2 separate regions of the Mus musculus genome follow, and region 2 is linked to region 1. The links are chromatin contacts, called in public Hi-C maps. All regions are on one chromosome and are shown on one strand. Each heading gives the region's core, a stretch centred on a gene start, on an enhancer-like site or on the middle of the called end of the contact. The rest is flanking DNA. Distances are from core to core; before and after follow the strand shown.

Region 1 (3,031 bases), core at 33-2,532:
TAGTGATAGCCCAGATCCTCGACGGCAGGCATTTTAGTGACCTCCCAGATCCCCGGTGGCAGGCATTTTAGTGACCTACCAGGTCCCCGGTGGCAGGCATTTTAGTGATAGCCCAAGTCCCCCGTGGCAGACATTTTAGTGACCTCCCAGTAAGCGGTGGCAGGCATTTTAGCGACCTCCCAGATCCCCGGTGGCAGGCATTTTAGTGATAGCCCAGATCCTCGACGGCAGGCATTTTAGTGACCTCCCAGATCCCCGGTGGCAGGCATTTTAGTGACCTACCAGGTCCCCGGTGGCAGGCATTTTAGTGACCTCCCAGGTCCCCGGTGGCAGGCATTTTAGTGATAGCCCAGATACCCGGTGGCAGGCATTTTAGTGATAGCCCAAGTACCCCGTGGCAGACATTTTAGTGACCTCCCAGTACCCGGTGGCAGGCATTTTAGTGATAGCCCAGGTCCCCGGTGGTAGGCATTTTAGTAAAGTCTCCCAGTCCCAGGCATCCATTTGAGCCATTAGTCCGGGAACGTGGCATGTATGTTAGCTATCTTTCCAGGTCCCTGACCGGTAGTCTAACCACCTGTAAGGGACAGACATTTTAAATTTTGGCTCCAGGACCCAGCAGACATTTTAGTTATTCCTCCGTTATGCGGCAGGCATTTTAACTATCGGTTCGGGACTACGCAGGCATTTTACCTTCATCTCCGCATAGCTGGCAAGCATTTTAGGAATCTTTCTGCTGCTTGGCAATCACTTTAACCATCTCTTCCGCTGTCCCGCAAGCACGTAGCCATCGCTCCACTGTCCTGAAAGCACTTTGCCACTGTCCCACTGTCCCGCAAGCACTTAGCCACCTCTCCCCTGTCCCGCAAGCACTTAGCCATCGCCCCACTGTCCTGCAAGCACTTAGCCATCGCCCCACTATCCCGCAAGAATTTCAGCCACCTCTCCACCACCCCAACAAGGACTTCGGGCACCTCTCCACCGTCCCGCAGGCACTTTAGGCATCTGCCCTCTCCTTAGCCCGCATCTCACCCACCGCTCCGCTCTGGCCACCTGTCTAGCTGGCTATCACGCTCTTCTTCCATCACGCGCTTGCCGCAGCCGCCTCCCGGGAGTGGATGCAGGACTCAAGATGCGTGGATATCTCGGAAAGTGAGAACAGAGCAAGGGCGCCGAGCGCAAGTGTGTAGCGCTTGCAGGTACTTTTGGGACCGAGTGGAGCACGACGTAGCGCCTCACCGGATCTTGCGAGATTGCGCCTGACACAAGCGCTGCACTGAGGGTTTGAGGGAGTGTGGGGCGGGACCTAAGGCTCTTGAGGCGCGGGATCCTGCTGAGAGGGTGTGGTTAGCACACTTGACCACCTGCGCAGAGAAGAGGGGGCAGAGCTTAGGGGAACAGAGCATGGACCTTGTGGGAGTCACAGAAAAGAATGGCTGCAACCTGAGCCCATTTGCCTTTGAGAGCTGGGAAAGCTAGGCCAGCAGGTAGCAGCTTGCCTGGTCGAATGGCCCTTGGTGAGTGTTGGAATGCTGGAAACCCAGAGACCAAAGCTGCCAGGCTCAGCTCCAACACAGTCTCATTTGTTTGGTTTGTGGCAGACTGCCTGCACCCCAACCCTTTCCTCCCCAGTCTTGCCTCCTCCTGCCCCCTCTCTTAAACTCTTACGGTCTCAAAGACTGGGTTTGAGGGAAACCTACTGTAATGGATTGATATACTTCTCCTTCAATTGACAAGAGACTTAATGTCCTAGAGAAAAATTTTCCTTAAACTGTACATATCCAAATTTCAAAAAATGTATAACAGTCAGTATCAATGCAAACTGAGCAATCTGCCTAGGTACCTATAAACACACAAGATACCTATAAACACACAAGATACCTATAAACACACAAGATACCTATAAACACACCTAGATACCTATAAGCACACAAGAAGCTTATAGAGCACCAATTAGACTGGAACAGAAAAGAAAATCCTCCTGCCACATAATAACCCAATTTTCTTTTCAAAGAATTTTTTAAAAATATTTTTATTTTATGTGTGTGGGTGTGTGCAGAGCCCATAGAGGCCGGATGAGAGCATCAGATCTCCCTGCAGCTGGAGGTACAGGCGTCTGTGAGCTGGTACTCGAGTGTTTGGGAATCGAACCTGGGTCCTCTGCAAATGCAGCCACTGCTCTTAGCCACTGTACCATCATTTTAACCCCAATGTCAATTTTCAGTCCCCAAAGCTTTGCTGGTATGTGATACAAATTTTATAAAAGTAGAAAATGAGGAGAACTTCTTTGCAAAGAAATAGGATGTAGCCCAAGGGAGGAAACAAAAAACCCTCTGAGTGAAAAAGGCAGATTCTTCAAGTAAAATGAATACAAAAATCCCCAAGAATGTGATATTTTGGCAAAAGCCCTCTATACCATCCAGGTCTGAAATATTAAAAGAATTAGAGCCTTTCACCAGGTGGTGGCGGCGCACGCCTTTAATCCCAGCACTCAGGAGGCAGAGGCAGGCAGATTTCTGAGTTCGAGGCCGGCCTGGTCTACAAAGCGAGTTCCAGGACAGCCAGGGCTATATAGAGAAACCCTGTCTCGAAAAACAAAAACAAAAACAAACCAAAAAAACCAACAAAACAAAACAAACAAACAAAAAAGAATTCTAGCATCTTTCACATACAAAAGAAAGTACCGAGGAAAAGCTGGAATGGAGCTCTTTCATGTTCTTCCTTGAGTTCTTTGAACTGAAACAAATGATGGAAAATGGCTTCTCCCCAGAAGCCATCAATTCTCAGTAGAAATTCAAGAAGCCCATTCATGAAAATTCATGGAAGGCCACAGGAAGCTGCACCCAAGCTAATCACCTACCTTTGCCAAGTATACTGAAATAGCTCCATGTTCTTAGTATGTCTACTGTTCCGTGTGCTTGGCACAGGTCTGTAATTGCAGCACTTGGGTGTATGTGGTAGAGAGAGACGTTTCAGGTGTTCAGGGTTATCCTCTTTGGCGATATAGTGAGTTTGAGGCCAGGCTAGGATG
Region 2 (2,880 bases), core at 251-2,750, 180 kb before region 1:
ACTCTCTTACATGGAATCTTCAGATGGAACTAAGCTTGTTTTACAAGAAAAATTGTTTGAACTTTATTTTGTTTTTTGTTTTTAAAGATCTATTTACTTTTACTTATATAAGTACACTGAACTGTCTTCAGACACACACCAGAAGAATGCATCAGAGTCCTTTACAGATGGTTGTGAGTCACCAAGTGGTTGCTGGGAATTGAACTCAGGACCTCTGGAAGAGCAGTCAGTGCTTTTGACGTCTGAGCCATCTCTCCAGACCTAGTTTGGAGCTTGTAAGTACAGCCTGTTAATTCTGCATGAGTACAACTTTGTTCGAGATGTGAGCTAACACTTTTGTAGTGAACTCCAGGTAAACTTAGCTTAAAGGCTTCTTTCATTGCTCAAATTGGGCTGAAAAGAGCTTTTCCATCACACTCCCTTCCCCCTCAAAGAAAAAGCTCTTTCAGAAACCAGGGAGGGAATTGTCAAAGTGGGGATGTCTTACTAAAGCTGAAACATCAGAGGGGTTTTTTATGCATGTTACCTATATGTCCATTAGGTGTCGCAATATATCCAATGGCCCTGCCTTCTACTTCTATTCTGCTCATGATATTGTTTCAGATGCAGGCATGGGACTGCTTTTCCTTTTCTCCTCCTCCTCCTCCTCCTCGACCTCCTTCCCTTCTTCCTCCTCCTTTTTTCTTCTTTGTCTTCCTCCTCCCCTCCCCCACTCTTTTTTACTTGTATGGTTCTGGTGCTTTGATGCTCTACATGAAAATTCACAATTCAATGCAATGATAGATAGACAGGCAGGAGCCAGTCGGATGATCTCTCAAGATCCAGGGCTGAATAAGAAGGGGGAGTGGATCTTAAGGAGACCCTTAAAACTCAAGATTCTCCACAGGAAACAACATGCTGAGAGTGAAAATAGCCTGCCCCAAGAGTTCTGGTTCCAGGTATTAGAAAAAGACTTTTTCTTCAGGCTTTGTAACTTGGGCCCACAATTAAATCTACATACGTATATTTCCATTCCCCCAACCCCCCGGATCGGTGGAGGCTATTTTTTTTTCCTTCAGGATCTTTTGTGGTCCAAGCTGACCTAGAATTTGTCATGGAGGTGAGGTTGTCTATAAATCGCTGGAATTACAGGCACTTATCACCATGCCAGTGGTTGGTTGGTTGGTTTGTTAGTTTGTTTGTTTTCGAAACACTTGGAATATTGGGTACATCAGGAAATATGAGGGGGCCTAGCAGAGCTCCAGAGAAGCAGAGAAGGTCAAGAATTGTAGGGTGAGCCAGAAAGGGAATAATAACAGTAGTGAGATGTGATGGTAAATTAAAAAGGATGGGGACTTATTGATTAGAAAAGGGGCTGAGGAAAGGATGGGTGGTGGACGCCGGTATGAGCAGAGGTAGGAAAAGAAGTGTGGGCTAGGGACCTGAGTACTGGACTCAGTGGGCTGCTGTAAGTTGTAGAGGGGCGCTCTGAGGAGAGGGAGGAGCGCGGCGCATGCGTTGCAGCACAGCGCAGCGCTCCTGGAGAGGCTGTGGGTTCGTGGCATCCGCGCCGCGGCCGCAAGTATAGCAGGTTTCGTACCTGGTGTTCATCGCCGTTAAGTCATCGCTGCTGCCACCCAGGCACGGCTCTCTATGCCGCCGCTCCCTCCACCCTCTAGGCACTGCCTGCCGTAAGAATTTTAACTGCGACACTCGCTTCAGCAGGAGGTAAAGGAACGACGAAGGACGAAAATGTAACATGGAGGGCGGAGGAGGGAACTTGTGTCAGGGAGATCCTTAATTTGTGCATTTTCTCCTTTGAGGGGAGGGAGAACTGGAGGCCAGTACGAATCCCCAGCCCTCCAAAAGGATGTTGCGCATTACTTAATATTATGAAAGATTTTTAGACTTCTCTAAGCAGGTTTAAGGCACCTGAGCATCACTGTTTTGTTTGACATCTATTTAAAACAAAACAAAAAAAACTTTCGAGTTCTTCATTTGTTAAGGGTGAATCAAATGGATGAGTCTTTAGGATTAGGCTTCATCCGCTTTTTGTTTTCCTTGGGGGTGAGTGAATGTAGTTTGAGACTGACAGCAGCAGGCCTCGAACTCGCGGCCGTTCTCCTGCTTAAACTGGGATTACAGGCGTAAATCACCACGCCGGACTCTGATTCAGTGGTTTTAGGTTGGAGGGTTTTTAACTGTATTAAGGAATCCGTCTACCAAGTAGCCTCTCCCTTAGGCTGCTGACGGATTCCATCTGGGTTTGGGATATGCTTTATCGCCTACGACGTTTTTTTAATTCCATGTGTAACTTAGTTTATCACAGTTAATCCTGTTAAGGATTGTTGTTAATGATATGGTTTAGACACTGGGGCATAACTTTGGCGAGAAACACGTGCAGATGCACCCGGCATGAATATATATACATATATATGCGCATATATGTATATATATTCTTCACAGAGTTATCTCACCAGAGTAGCAGAACGCAGTGGCCACAGAGATTATATATATAATATATATAATATATATATATACACATATACGTATATATATTATATATATAATCATACACGAGAAGGGAGAATAGTAAAGATAGGCGCGCTTTGCGTGGATGCCAAAAGAGGAACCATATCACCAGGTGGTGGCGCTCAAGTACCCTTGAGAAAGCGTGACATGATGGGTAGGACTCTGCTGGCACGGGAGATCGTGGCCCCTTAGGCGAGGGTGGGGCAGAGAGGAGAGAAGGTGAAATCACGCATGCTCACTGCAAGCAGAAGGCCTCTGCGCGGGAATGAAAGTGCGCATGCGTAAGAGGGAGCATGTTGGCCGTTTAACACTAGGTATCGAGAACTGCGCGTGCGTGTTGCCAGTGGCTTGGCTGGGAGGGAGGGAGGG

Evidence for each region. Hi-C and Micro-C count contacts between places; a contact is called where the count stands out from the background.
Region 2: a Hi-C map of embryonic stem cells shows a contact between it and region 1, with 6 times the contacts expected there. The contact joins the promoter of Ftx here to the enhancer-like site in region 1. A contact is called at or near these places in 6 of 39 promoter capture datasets (the C10 cell line, cranial neural crest, liver and 2 more), 4 of 484 Hi-C or Micro-C datasets (the G1E-ER4 cell line and embryonic stem cells), 5 of 115 datasets of contacts at active chromatin or transcription factors (embryonic stem cells, epiblast stem cells, large pre-B cells and 1 more) and 3 of 9 other capture datasets (adipose tissue, liver and pancreatic islet).

Annotation. Positions count from the first base shown.
Region 1 is chrX:103,445,977-103,449,007 of GRCm38.p6, reverse strand. It overlaps Tsix. Among named protein-coding and RNA genes, the nearest start is that of Tsx, 33 kb to the right of the region's middle. Within about 2 kb of position 1,282, at least 55 of the 459 cell types and tissues checked have an H3K27ac peak or open chromatin away from gene starts, as enhancers often do. A contact at or near this core is called in the G1E-ER4 cell line and embryonic stem cells, where this site is marked.
Region 2 is chrX:103,622,374-103,625,253 of GRCm38.p6, reverse strand. Ftx (Ftx transcript, Xist regulator (non-protein coding)) reads left to right here and starts at 1,500. Exons shown (of 11, transcript NR_028381.1): 1 at 1,500-1,707.